2 separate regions of the Dromaius novaehollandiae genome follow, and region 2 is linked to region 1. A link is a contact called in public Hi-C data. All regions are on one chromosome and are shown on one strand. The core of a region is the stretch at or near the end of the contact, and the rest is flanking DNA. Distances in the headings are between cores, read along the strand shown.

Region 1 (5,670 bases), core at 1,158-3,657:
AATAACAGTCTCTGCAACACCCCAGGGGCCTTTTGTGCAGGACAGGGCATTACAAGACGGTCGCTCTTCCAGCTTCTTCAGACTCTACAGGCTTCAAGCACAACGGAAGCATATTAACAGGGAAATCATACTTCACATCGAGTTCATCCTCCAAAACACAGCACCCCAAAAATGCAGTCACCAGCTGACCACAAAGATCTTGGGACGTTACCTGTGAGGTAGAAAACCTGCAGCATGGCCTGGACGCTTTTCACCTTCCACTCCAGAACGGCCCGGTCACTGGGCTGCGCTGCGCCTAGGACACCACTCGTCACGACCCCTTCCTTCCCAAGGAGCTAGAAAAGCGGGAAGATGAGAACCACAGCTCCGAATTACTGACATAAAACGTGTCACCAGCAGGGACTGCCGTCAGGCCACAGGGAGGTAACCTGGCTCTGAGATGAACAAGGGAGCATTTCAAGAAGAAGAGGGGAAAAAAAGTTTGGAAATGGCCAAACAACCTCCAAGCAAGCAGACCCAGCAGTACTGCCTGGACTGCACTGTACTGAAAACAGCTGTATGTTACTTAAAAAAGGAAAATAAAAAATAGTAGCTGGCTGTATCCTATAAATCACCTCAGTAAATCCATCTTACAAGAACGGGAGCATGCTAGAGCCCTCTGCCGGGCCTCTGCAGCAAGCTCTTTCTCACCCTCTTTTGCTGCAGGTCCACTTTGGCCCGCAGCTCATCCCTCTGAAGCCTCAGCTCCTGCACTCTTGCTTTCAGCCTGTCCAGTTTCTCCTCCTGCTGCTCAGTTTCTTCTTGCTTTAGAGCTAGCTCATGAGCCTGTGCCTCCAACATTTCCAGGTGAGATAACACCCCTGCAAGGAAGAACATGACACGCTCAAAAATCCAGGCTGTGTCTATTAGGTGTCCACGTGGTGATAACCGAAACAAAGTGGGCCCAGTATAGATACACAAAGAAACTACTCACAGCAACCCTCCAATGGGACCGAGGAAAGGCAAACATCTGCTAAAGAGGCTTTGGGGCCTTTCAGACAGCACGACTGGGTGCTAGCACACACTAAACACACCCATTCTAGCTAGCTAACTCTGTTAAGAGCAGACTAAGGTAGCAAACACACCAGTCTTGATGCCCAGGACTCCCAATTTCATTTGCAATCCTGAGACAGAGCAGCCAAGCGACTTGTCAGAAGTCCTCCTACCCTAAGCTGACCAAGAGTGAACCAACTTGGCAAGCCAGGAAGTCACTCTAGTCCCACGCGTTTTACAGGAATATCCTGCAGGACAGCACAGTGTGCACTCGGGTACAAAGCGCACCCAGCGCCCTAGGCACCCCTCTCCATTAAAGGGCAGCTCACCATCTCGCGAATATGCTCTCCCTTCTTCCATTTTCCTCTGCCACTCTCGAGCAAGTGGAAGCGCAGACTTCGGCCAGGGCAAGCCCTCCTCTGCCGGGCGCTGTCCCAGGACGCAGCAGCGTGGGGGCCACGAGAGCTCTGTCCCACAGGATCTCCCTTTCCTTCGCACTGTTGGGGTGGGACTCCGAAAAGCACAGGCCTACGGGAAAACAGCTGCGGCAGCACATTATAAACCACCGTTTATAGACCAAGGCGGACTGGTGGGGGAGGGCGGGGGGGACACAGCCCAGCTGGAGACCTGGGTCACCCCACCAAGGGGGACCGGGGGGGAGAAGGAAAGCAGCCCGGAGGCCTGGGTCCTCCCTACTGCAGGGGAGGGGGACGCGATGGCCCGGACACCTGGGCCACCCCCCCACTCTGAGGGGCCGGAGGGAGATAGGGTGACCAGAAGGCCGGGCCCCCCCCATGAGGAATGGCAGGGGAAGGGCAGCCCGGTCACCTGGGTCCCCCTTCAAAAGGGATTTTGGAGGGGGGGGGAGCAGCCCGGACGCCTGGGCCCCGCCCCGGATCCCCAACGGCTCCCGCGCTCACCGTAACAACCGCCGCTCAAACTGCGCGCGCAGCAACGCCGCCGGAAAGACGTCCCCTCCCCTAACGTCACTTCCCTCCCGACACACCGTTTTCCGTACAACAAAATGGCGGCGCCCACGGCGCTCCGCTTCCCAGCATACCGCGCGCAGGACGGCCCCGCCTCCCGCCTCCCGCCCCCCGCCCCGCCCCGCCCCGCCCGGCCCGCCCGCTCCCGGCAGGCTCCGCGCGCTGTACGGCGGCATGGCGGCGCCCGAGGAGGAGGCGCTGGTGCAGTACGTGGTGCTGCGGGGCGACCTGCGCCGCGCGCCGCTGTCGTGGCCGCTGGGCGCGCTGGTGGCGCAGGGCTGCCACGCGGCGCTGGCCGCCGCGCACGCGCACCGCGACCACCCGGACACCCGCGCCTACCTGGAGCAGGGCGGCGCCATGCGCACCGTGGTGCTGGAGGTGGGCGGGGCCGGGGGGCGGAGACGGGGGAACGGGGCGGGGCATTGGGGGAGGAACGTTGAGGGGAGAGGCTGGTGGGGGAGGGGCACTGTGTGAGGCGAGCGGGGGAGGGGCGGTTGGGCGGAGCAATGGGGAGGGGCATTGCGTGAGGTGGGTGGGGGAGGGGAAACGTGTGATGTGGGGGGGGAGGGGCGATTGCGTGAGGCGAGTGGGGGAGGGGCGGTTGGGCGGGGCAGAGGGGGGGAGGGGCCAGTGGGGGGGTCACTGCGTGAGGTGAGTGGGGGGGCGTTTGGGCGGGACAGTGGGGGAGGGGCAATGCGTGAGGTGAGTGGGGGAGGGACGACTGGGCGGGGCAGTGGGGGAGGGGCCGTTGCGGGACGTGGTGGGGGAGGGGCGATTGGGTGAGGCAGTGTGGGGGGAGGGGCCGAGGGGGGAGGGGCAGTGGGGGTGGTAGGTGGGGGGGAGGTTGGACAGGGCAGTGGGGGAGGGGCGTCGCGTGAGGTGAGCGGGGGAGGGGATTTGGGGCGTGGCAGTGGGGGAGGGGCGTTGCGTGAGGTGAGTGGGGGAGGGGATCTGGGAGCCCCCCCCACCCCCCTGACGCCGCCGCGCTGTCCCGCAGGCGGTGGACGAGGCGGCGCTGCGGGCGCTGGCGGCCACGTTGCAGCAGCACGGCGTGGACCACGCGCTCTGGACCGAGCAGCCCGAGGACGCGGCCACCTGCCTGGCGCTGCGGCCCTACCCCCGCCACCAGGTGCGCCAGCACCTCCGGGCGCTCCGCCTGCTCCGGTGACCCCCACCGTCCCCCTCCCGCATCCCGGTATTCCCCCCCGGAGCACCCTTCCTTCGCCCTCCCTGATCCGGGTCCGCAGGGGCTCCCGCAGCCCTGTCCTGGGGAAAAACACACCGAAAAAGTGCGCCAAAAAAGCACGGGCGACGCCAACCCGACCCTCTTCCCTGCCGCCCGCTTGTGGCGCAAAAAAAACCCATTTCTCTCATTTTTGCCTCTTAAAACCGCCGGGGACAGCGAGGAGGGAGCCGCTGGCACGGCACGGCTTGGCACCTCCGACGCGGCATCGCGTCGCGGAGCGCAGAAACAACCACACGCTAGCTGGCGACTCCGATGCTTTTTTTTCCCATTTTTTTTCCTCTTTAACTCTTGCAAAGGTCAGTCAACAAAGCTACACATTTCCCGCACACCAGCGTGATTGGAAGAGAGAGAAAGAGGGGAACCCCCCGCCCTGTAACCCTCCTCCCCAATAAAAATCAGCCGCGAATATCAAAAGCGATCCTGACTAAAAGAGAAGAAAAACAAATTTATACAGCAATCAGAGCTATTTACAGTGACAGGCTTGAGGGGGGAAAAAATAAAGCTGTCTCCCAACAGAGAATTCAATTATTATTATTATTTTATTATTATTATTTTAAATAGTTTAAGCTACCTCAGCTGTTAAACACAATCAAAGCAGAAAGAACCGACTGCTTAATTTTATTTAATATTTAATCAGAAAATTTTATCTACAATAATTGACAGAGCCCTCCCCCCATCCTTCCCCCTAAAAATTATTGCAGTTTTTTCCCCGAACTGTTCTTTTTTTGTCTTTTCTTTTTTTTTTCCGGTTGTAATATACACATTGTCGCCTCTGTTTTTTGCTAGGAGGCTTTAAACCAGCATAAAACATGGAAAAAATGGTGGGTCAAAATACTCTGTTTTTCTTTAAAACCGACAAACTCACGATTGCTAGAAAAAGCTGATTGTACGCACAAGCGGGCTGGGGCGGAGGGGAGAGAAGTTTTTTTTTTGTTTAAGCGTGAATAAAAACGGCCTTTCGCGCAGAAGTCCAGCGTCGACCCCCCCCTCCGTGTCCCCGAGCCGAGACGTGATCAGTGACAGATCCAGCTGAAACTGAGATTGCTCTTCCTCCTCCTCCTCCTCTTCCTCCTCCTCGTCTTCCTCCCGACACAGTCCTCCGGCTTCCTTCTCCCCCTTCCCTCCCCGCCTCCCCGAGAAACCTTCGTCCAGATTAAGAAGCCAGCAACTGATTACAAAAATAAGAATCATCTGTAATTTTGGCTCAAGAAAACCGACTGTCCCGCCCCGTCGCTTCGCCAACATCCGACGCTTTTTAAAAAAAAAAAAACAAAAACGAAAAAGAGGGGGGAAAAAAGGGGAACGAAACAAAAAAATACCCCCCCAAAACAAAACAACCCCCCCCCCTTTTTGCTCCAAAACACTACGCGCTGAAGAATGGCTGCAAGGTTTTGAGATATCAAAAATCTCAGAAAAATATATAATATATATATTTATATAATCTCTGTACGTCTTATTATTTAAATTTCACATTCCTCTGAAAAGCGGTTATTCAGTCAGTAGCTGCTGCAGGAGGCTCTTCTGCTGGCCCGGCGGCGGCGGCGGCCCGGCGGCGGCCTTGGGGGCGCCCAGGGGGGGCGGCTGGTTCAGGTAGGGGTCTCCCACCAGGTTCACCGTACACTGCACGTCCGCGAACACCTGGACCTGCTGGACCTGCCGGAACACAAGAGACAAGAGGGGCCGTTAGCGGCGGCGGGGAAGGGGCCGGCGGCGACGGACTGGGAACTACGTGAAGTGGAAACTCACTAGAGAATTCCTCTAGTCTGGAGCCACCACAGAGAAGAACTCTTCTGTCTTCTTGTCCTATAAAAAGAAAACCGCTGCACTCATTCGGGTCAGAGCTCGGCAAGGTTCACACGTTTTGCATCGGAAAAAAAAAAAAAAGGAAAATATTTTTAAAAAAGGGAAAAAAAAAAAAAATAAGCGGCCCGGCACGTCCCGGGGGAGGCGATGCCAGGCGGTCGGAGGGAAGGAAAGGAATCGCGTTATCGCTGTCAGGCTGCGTCAGTGCAAAGAGAAAACCCAGCGGGCATCGGCGCCGGAGCCGTCCGCGGCGCTTTGCTCTGCCCAAGCGCCGCTTTGCCGCGGGAGCCGCCGGGGAGGCCCTCCGAGGAGCCGCCGGCCTAGGAAAGAAACCCTCCTCGCCCCCGGCGCCCAGCGGGGCTTCCAGCACCTCGAACGCGCGAGGATTTCCCAGCCCCGCTGCGCTGCTGCTCCTCGGCCCGCGCGGGGCGGCTGGAAGCGCTCGCGTCCCCGCGGCGAGCTGCACTCCCCCCCGGGAGCTGAGCGGCGCCCGGCAGACCCCCCCTCGGTACCTGAGATGCGCTTAGCAGTTTCTTACTGACCTGCGCCCCGTCTGCTTCTGTTTTCAAAAGGTCAGTGGAGGAAAGCTGGTTGCAGTAAAGG
Region 2 (5,670 bases), core at 2,190-4,689, 140 kb after region 1:
TCAGGCTGCGGAGCTGCTGTGTCTCCCAACTCTCCTGCCGCCCAGTACCGCCCAGTTGCTTCCTCTGCTCCTCTATCTCTTGCCGTATGTTTAGGCTGAAAGTTATTGGAAGCAGAGACGACTTTCGTTCTATTTTTGCATCACTCCTACCCCACTGAAACCTGGTCCATGGCAAGGATTCCTAGGTGCTGCAGCAATACAAATAATATATAACCACCAATAAAAACTGCTTGTTTGTATCTGCCAGCAATTAAAGCTTGTATGTAGATGTGGCAGCCACACGCTGCCGTATATCACGCACTGCGTAGGGCCTTTCAGGAATACGTGGTTCAAATATTTACCTGTTACTCCAAGCCCCTTCCCTGCTTCTCCCTTTAAAGACAGGATTTTAATCTAACTTTAAAAACTACTTTTTCATTCTTCCCCTTTGATCAAAGAGATAAGAACCATGCTTCAAAGAACCACAGTCAACCAAGCAAAGCAAGAATAACTTGTAACATAAATAGTTCCCTTATACAAAATATACTGTTTTTCAGCTGGCAAACTATTTATGCAGGAGACAGGATATTTTTAGTAGTAGCACTCACACCTTCATTTCTGACAATCCCTGCAAAGTCCCATGCAAGTTAACCCCCTCAGATTAGCAAGCAACAGGGTACTGATCTCCAGCAGATCTGTTCATGGAAAACACAATTTTTATATATATATATATATACACACACACGATATAAGCAAGTCTAATAATCTTAAAGGCTCCAAACATTTGTAAGCAACCCACCTCACAATCACGCTAAGGAGACCAAAGAAAATCAGCAGAGGGCACATCCTCCCAAATCCAGGCTTTCACAACACGAGAATGACAGTGATACTATTCCAATAAATCTACAGTGGATGTGTATGACTAATTATACGAATTAGTCATGCAATTGTGAGCATGTGTCTTAGCGTTATCAGAGGGCAAGACTCGGGGAAAGCGCGAGCACTAAAAATCAAAGTCAAACCGTAGCGAGCAAGAAGTGAGGGCCTTAACTCTGAGTGCTCAAACGCCACGTTCTGTCCTCAGGAAGGGTATTTATTTTGGAAGCAAGGATCTGTGCTGCCATATTGTTCAGCAACATGCTTCAAACGACAGATACCCATCTTGAGCAAATAAGTTGCGATTTAACCTTTCATCATGCCCATCGGCTTTGAGCCAGGTATAGCACTGCCAAAGTTACTACCGTTTATTATCTAACATCAAGAGCTGTTTGTCCCCTTAAGTGGCAACTTGAACTTTAATCATTTTTCACAAAACGGTGCTAGAACAGCTGCAGATATTCTGGCACTTGCTAAGTCTCTCTGCAGATCTGTAGCTTTATGCTTACCTGGTTTAACATATTTCTCTCCTTGTTGCTGTGCAAGAGGCCTACGTATGTAATTATGTATGTACCATGTACTCCGTACAGTTCCACAGGTAATATATATTTTTCACTTTCTCTTACACAAGACGGCAGAGAGGCACAATGTAAATAGCTCAAAACACGTATGAATTTTGCTGAAATATTATGCAGCTAGAAGAACACAGCCTCTAAACTGCAATAGGACAGCACACCCCTGTAAAAGTAAAGAAAAGGTCTTTTTTGTTCATAGCCATTCTAGTTGCAAGAAGGCGCACAGGTGTATGGCTGTTTATTTTTATATACACACACACACACACACAACACACACATATATGTATATATACACAACACATATATATGTATATATACACATATACATACTGCCAGCCCACACAAACCAGGTCTTATTTTTTTCCTTTTTCAGGCTAAACGGGTAACATGGAGAGTACAAGTCTTCCGAGAGGCCCAAGAACGTGCAAGCACCACCCATGCCGGTCCAAATTTCCAGTTATAATATACTTTGCTGTGTCACTCTTTTTCGGCTATGCCGTATTTGGGTAGTGCAAATTTGATATCTACTGTACGCTGATTAAGCTCGCAGCGTAAGAAAAAGCAGAGAGCGGCCCTAGAGAGAGGCTCACCTCTGAAAATGCCTCTTTTGGGGCGTAAAAGCGGGCGAGCATCACCCGGCAAACGCGACGGCGTTTCTCAGCCACCGAAAGGTTGACACGCGCCTAGGAAACCGGAGGGTTTCAGCGCCTCGAACGAGGCACCGCGGGAGGAAGCGGCCTCCCCGCCGCAGACCCGCTACCGCGACGCATCGCGACGCCCGGCCGGACCCCCCGGCTCCTCCGGCCGGATGATCCGCGCGGTCCGCGCTCCTAGGAGGGAAACCCGGAACGTTTAGGGCACCGACTGGGAGGTGGACGCCAACTTCGCAGCCCTCCGCCGGGGCGCCTGGACCGTCCATCCCAAACCGAGCGCCCGGCCGTTTCCCCCCACGGATAAAAATAATATAATACTAAAATAGATAAATAGATAAAATAAAATAATTTCTGGCGGGGCGGGGGGGGTGCGAGGGCGGCGAAGCCACGACGCGCGAACAAAGGGCTGTCACCGAAAACGCCCCGAAACGAGCTGCCCCCCCACCCCACCCCACGGGGGTCGGCGCCCCCCGGGCCTGCGCGACCCCCCCCCCCCGCCTCAGCCCCCTCAGCCGCCTCCAGGGCGATTCCTCCCCCCGGGGGGAGGGGGGCGGGAAAGAGGAGGGGGTAAAAAAACCTGCTTTTTCACTTTTTTAATCAACTTTAAAAAAAAAGAAGAAGGTGAACGCGCAGGAAATATTCGGGAAAGGCAGCGCCGGGGCTCGGCGGCGCCTGCCCGCCGCCCCGGGCCGCGGCCCCCCCCCGCCGGCCGCCCCCCTCGGCGCCGCGGGGGATGGACGCGCCCCGCCGCCTCCTCAGGGGGCCGCGGGCTGCGGGGGGGGGGGAAGGGGGGGGAGGCCGCGGCCCCCCTCGGCGCTCCGCCCGCCGCCATGGCAGCCCGGGGCGGGGGGCCGGGCCCGTCCCCCGTCCCCCCCCCCGCCGCCGGTGCCCGCCCCCGCCGTGACAGCTGCGCCTCCCCGCAGGCCGCCGCGGCGGCGGGCGCCCCCCCCGACACACCCCCCCCGGCGGCGCGGGCTCCGCGGGGCGCCCCGCCGCCGCCGCCACTCACCTGCCGCCGCCGCCGGGCTGACAGCCGCCTCCGGCCTCCCCCCCGCCGGGGCTGAGGCCGCCGAGCTCCGGCGGGCAACGCGACAGCGACTCCCGCGGCCAGACGGAGGGGGGCGGCCCCGAGGGGGGCGGCCGGCTCGCAGCAGCCCGCCGCCGCGGTTGCTACGGCCGGGGCGGCGGCGGGCGGGCGGGCGCTGCGGGGGGGGCCCCGGCTCCCGCTGCGCGGCTCCCGGGCGCCCGGGGCCCCTTGCCTCGGCGGCGCGGCGCGGCTGCGGGGCTCCGGCTCGCTCGCCGCTCTCCCTCCCGGCGGGACGGGGCGGAGCTGGGCACCGAGGACGAGGGGGGCGGTGTCGGAGGAGGCCGCCGCCGCCGCGGCTCCGATCCCTCCTCCTCCTCCTCCTCCTCCCTCAGCCGCTGGCGGCCGCCATCTTCCCTCCTCCTCCTCCTCCTCCTCCTCCCCCCCCGCGGCCTCCCGGCGCGGGGCGGCCCGGGCGCCGGCAACGCGGGGCGGCGGCGCCGGGGAAGCGGCCACGCCGAGCCGGGCCGCTGCCCCTTCGCCGCCGCCAGCGGCCGCGGCGAGGGGGAGGGAAGGGGGGGCCTCAGGCGCCATCTTGGCAGCAGAGGGGGCGGCCGGGCCTGCGGGCCGGGGGCTCGGCCCGTGGCGGGGCCCGCAGCACCATCCCGGCCCTGTGCTGTTGTCCCCGGGGCCGGGGCGGCCTCCTCCCCGGCCGCCCTTGGCCTCGTGGGGTCCCACCAGCGCAGCCGGGCTGCGCATCGTCAGGCCACCGCGGCCTCCCCGTGTCCTCTCCGAGCGCTCGCGTGGGGCTCCGCTAACCCAGCCTGCCCCATCCCGCCTCGGCCACGGTTTCAGCCTCGTCCTGCGCCAGCTGAACCCCCCACGCGGCCCGCCAAGGCGAGCCAGCTCCCACAAGGCGCATGGTTTCCTCGTCCCGCTTGCTCAGTGAGACCTGCTGCCATTCAGCAAGGTCACCCCATGCTCAACGTTACCTCTCAGGGTCTTCGAAGAAGACTTCAAGGCCCTCCTTCATTTCGCGCGAGCCTTGCTCTCCTTCAAGGCATCAAACCATCTAAAATACATCCCGGATCAGCAGAGGTCACCGCATTTGAGAGCAAGCTCGGTGAACAACCTAAGGTCCCGTGTAGACCAACACAGAGGATGACCTGCTGCATGGTCTCATCACCAGCATTTTCTGCCACTTCCACATAAACTGCTGGAGGAGAGCAGCTAACAATCGCTCTATCAACTATTTTATCACATTCAGGCTGTGTCTCGTTGCATTATTCATCCTCCCTGTGGAACTGCGAAATCCCCAAACACCTTATGTGTCATGAGGCAAAACAACTCAATGGGTTGAATAGTTAAAATAAACCAGAGCTTCAGGTGGCTCCATTTCCTCCGTGGGAGCTCTTTATTCCTCGGGGTGTTGAGAGTGCATTTGTTACAACCACACAAATTGGGCTTAAAAGGCCCAGTCAAACATACGACATCTCAAACCTACCCAATGCAGTCACCTACATAATCACTCAATCTGGATTTCTTCTTACTCAGAACCATTCGCCTTTCTTGGGTTCCCAACAGTTACCTCTGATGTTTCCTGCTTCCCAACTGGAAAAAACATCCTGGCCTGTATTTCATAACTGCCTCATTATCTCCTGAGCACCTGTGAAGGGGATGGGCAAGCTAAGCTGGAATTAACCCTTTGCTTGTCAGGTGTAGGGCCGGAGAACTTCTATCGCAGGTGTATTTGCTGGGTTTTGTTATTCTGAAATCAAGAGGACTTTTCCTGGACTATTTTGTATTCATTGCAACAACTGTAGGTGAATTTATATTAAATGCTGCATGTTTTGTCCTTCTTCAGCTAGATAAATAGTGCACAGATTATTTTTTCAGAAGAACTTCAGGCCTATAAGCAAACTGAAAGCATTGAAATGAGTGTGAAAGCGGTAGAGGAACAAGACAGAGAAGAGCAGCTCTCTGAGATCACGCACCCATAACAAATCCCCTGCCGCGAAGCTCGCACAGTCTCGCAGCGAACAAAGGAATATTTCTGATTCTCCTTTAATTGCAGACTTAATAGGGGCTGAGGCAACAGCCACCGCTGCTGCATGCTGCTGCATGACTCCTCATTGCAACACATCTAGGTGGAAGTGCTAATATATTCCTTCTGGTCCTGCTCACTTTGTGACAGCAGCAAGGGGAGGAAGCTGTGTAAAAGTCCCTCCGTTTTTCGGTGCTGCCAGCTCTCCACTGCCTCTTCAGGCTATGCCGACTTTACTTTTATTCAGGCAGAAAACGCTCAGCCTTCACAACTAATACCAAGTCGTAGAGCTTGATGTTAGAGTATACCCCTCCGTGAATTCCTCGCACGAAAGTAATATATGACCTAATCTCAGGCAGTAGGGAACATTTTAAGTTTTCAGTGATATTAACACTGAGAAGTATAAAGCCATTTTTATTACTTTAATCTGCAAGTTCATTTTTAAATGGAATACAGGTATAAACAATGCCGTTTTTAAGTACATTACAGTGCTGTCAGGCTGCGGCAGTTTAAATAAAT

The links. Hi-C and Micro-C count contacts between places; a contact is called where the count stands out from the background.
Region 2: a contact with region 1 is called in a Hi-C map of liver, with 4 times the contacts expected there. The contact joins the promoter of NCOA1 here to the promoter of CENPO in region 1. A contact is called at or near these places in 2 of 4 Hi-C or Micro-C datasets (brain and liver).

The regions. Positions count from the first base shown.
Region 1 is chr3:1,996,329-2,001,998 of bDroNov1.hap1, forward strand. CENPO (centromere protein O) reads right to left here and starts at 2,408. Exons shown (of 7, transcript XM_064508243.1): 1 at 2,358-2,408; 2 at 1,362-1,574; 3 at 691-860; 4 at 212-335. The coding sequence starts at 1,392. It overlaps PTRHD1 (peptidyl-tRNA hydrolase domain containing 1), which reads left to right and starts at 2,153. Exons shown (of 2, transcript XM_064508245.1): 1 at 2,153-2,396; 2 at 3,016-3,784. The coding sequence starts at 2,193. The coding sequence ends at 3,186. It overlaps NCOA1 (nuclear receptor coactivator 1), which reads right to left. Exons shown (of 21, transcript XM_064508235.1): 20 at 5,610-5,670; 21 at 3,785-4,917. The coding sequence ends at 4,753.
Region 2 is chr3:2,135,763-2,141,432 of bDroNov1.hap1, forward strand. It overlaps NCOA1 (nuclear receptor coactivator 1), which reads right to left and starts at 3,440. Exons shown (of 21, transcript XM_064508235.1): 1 at 3,093-3,440.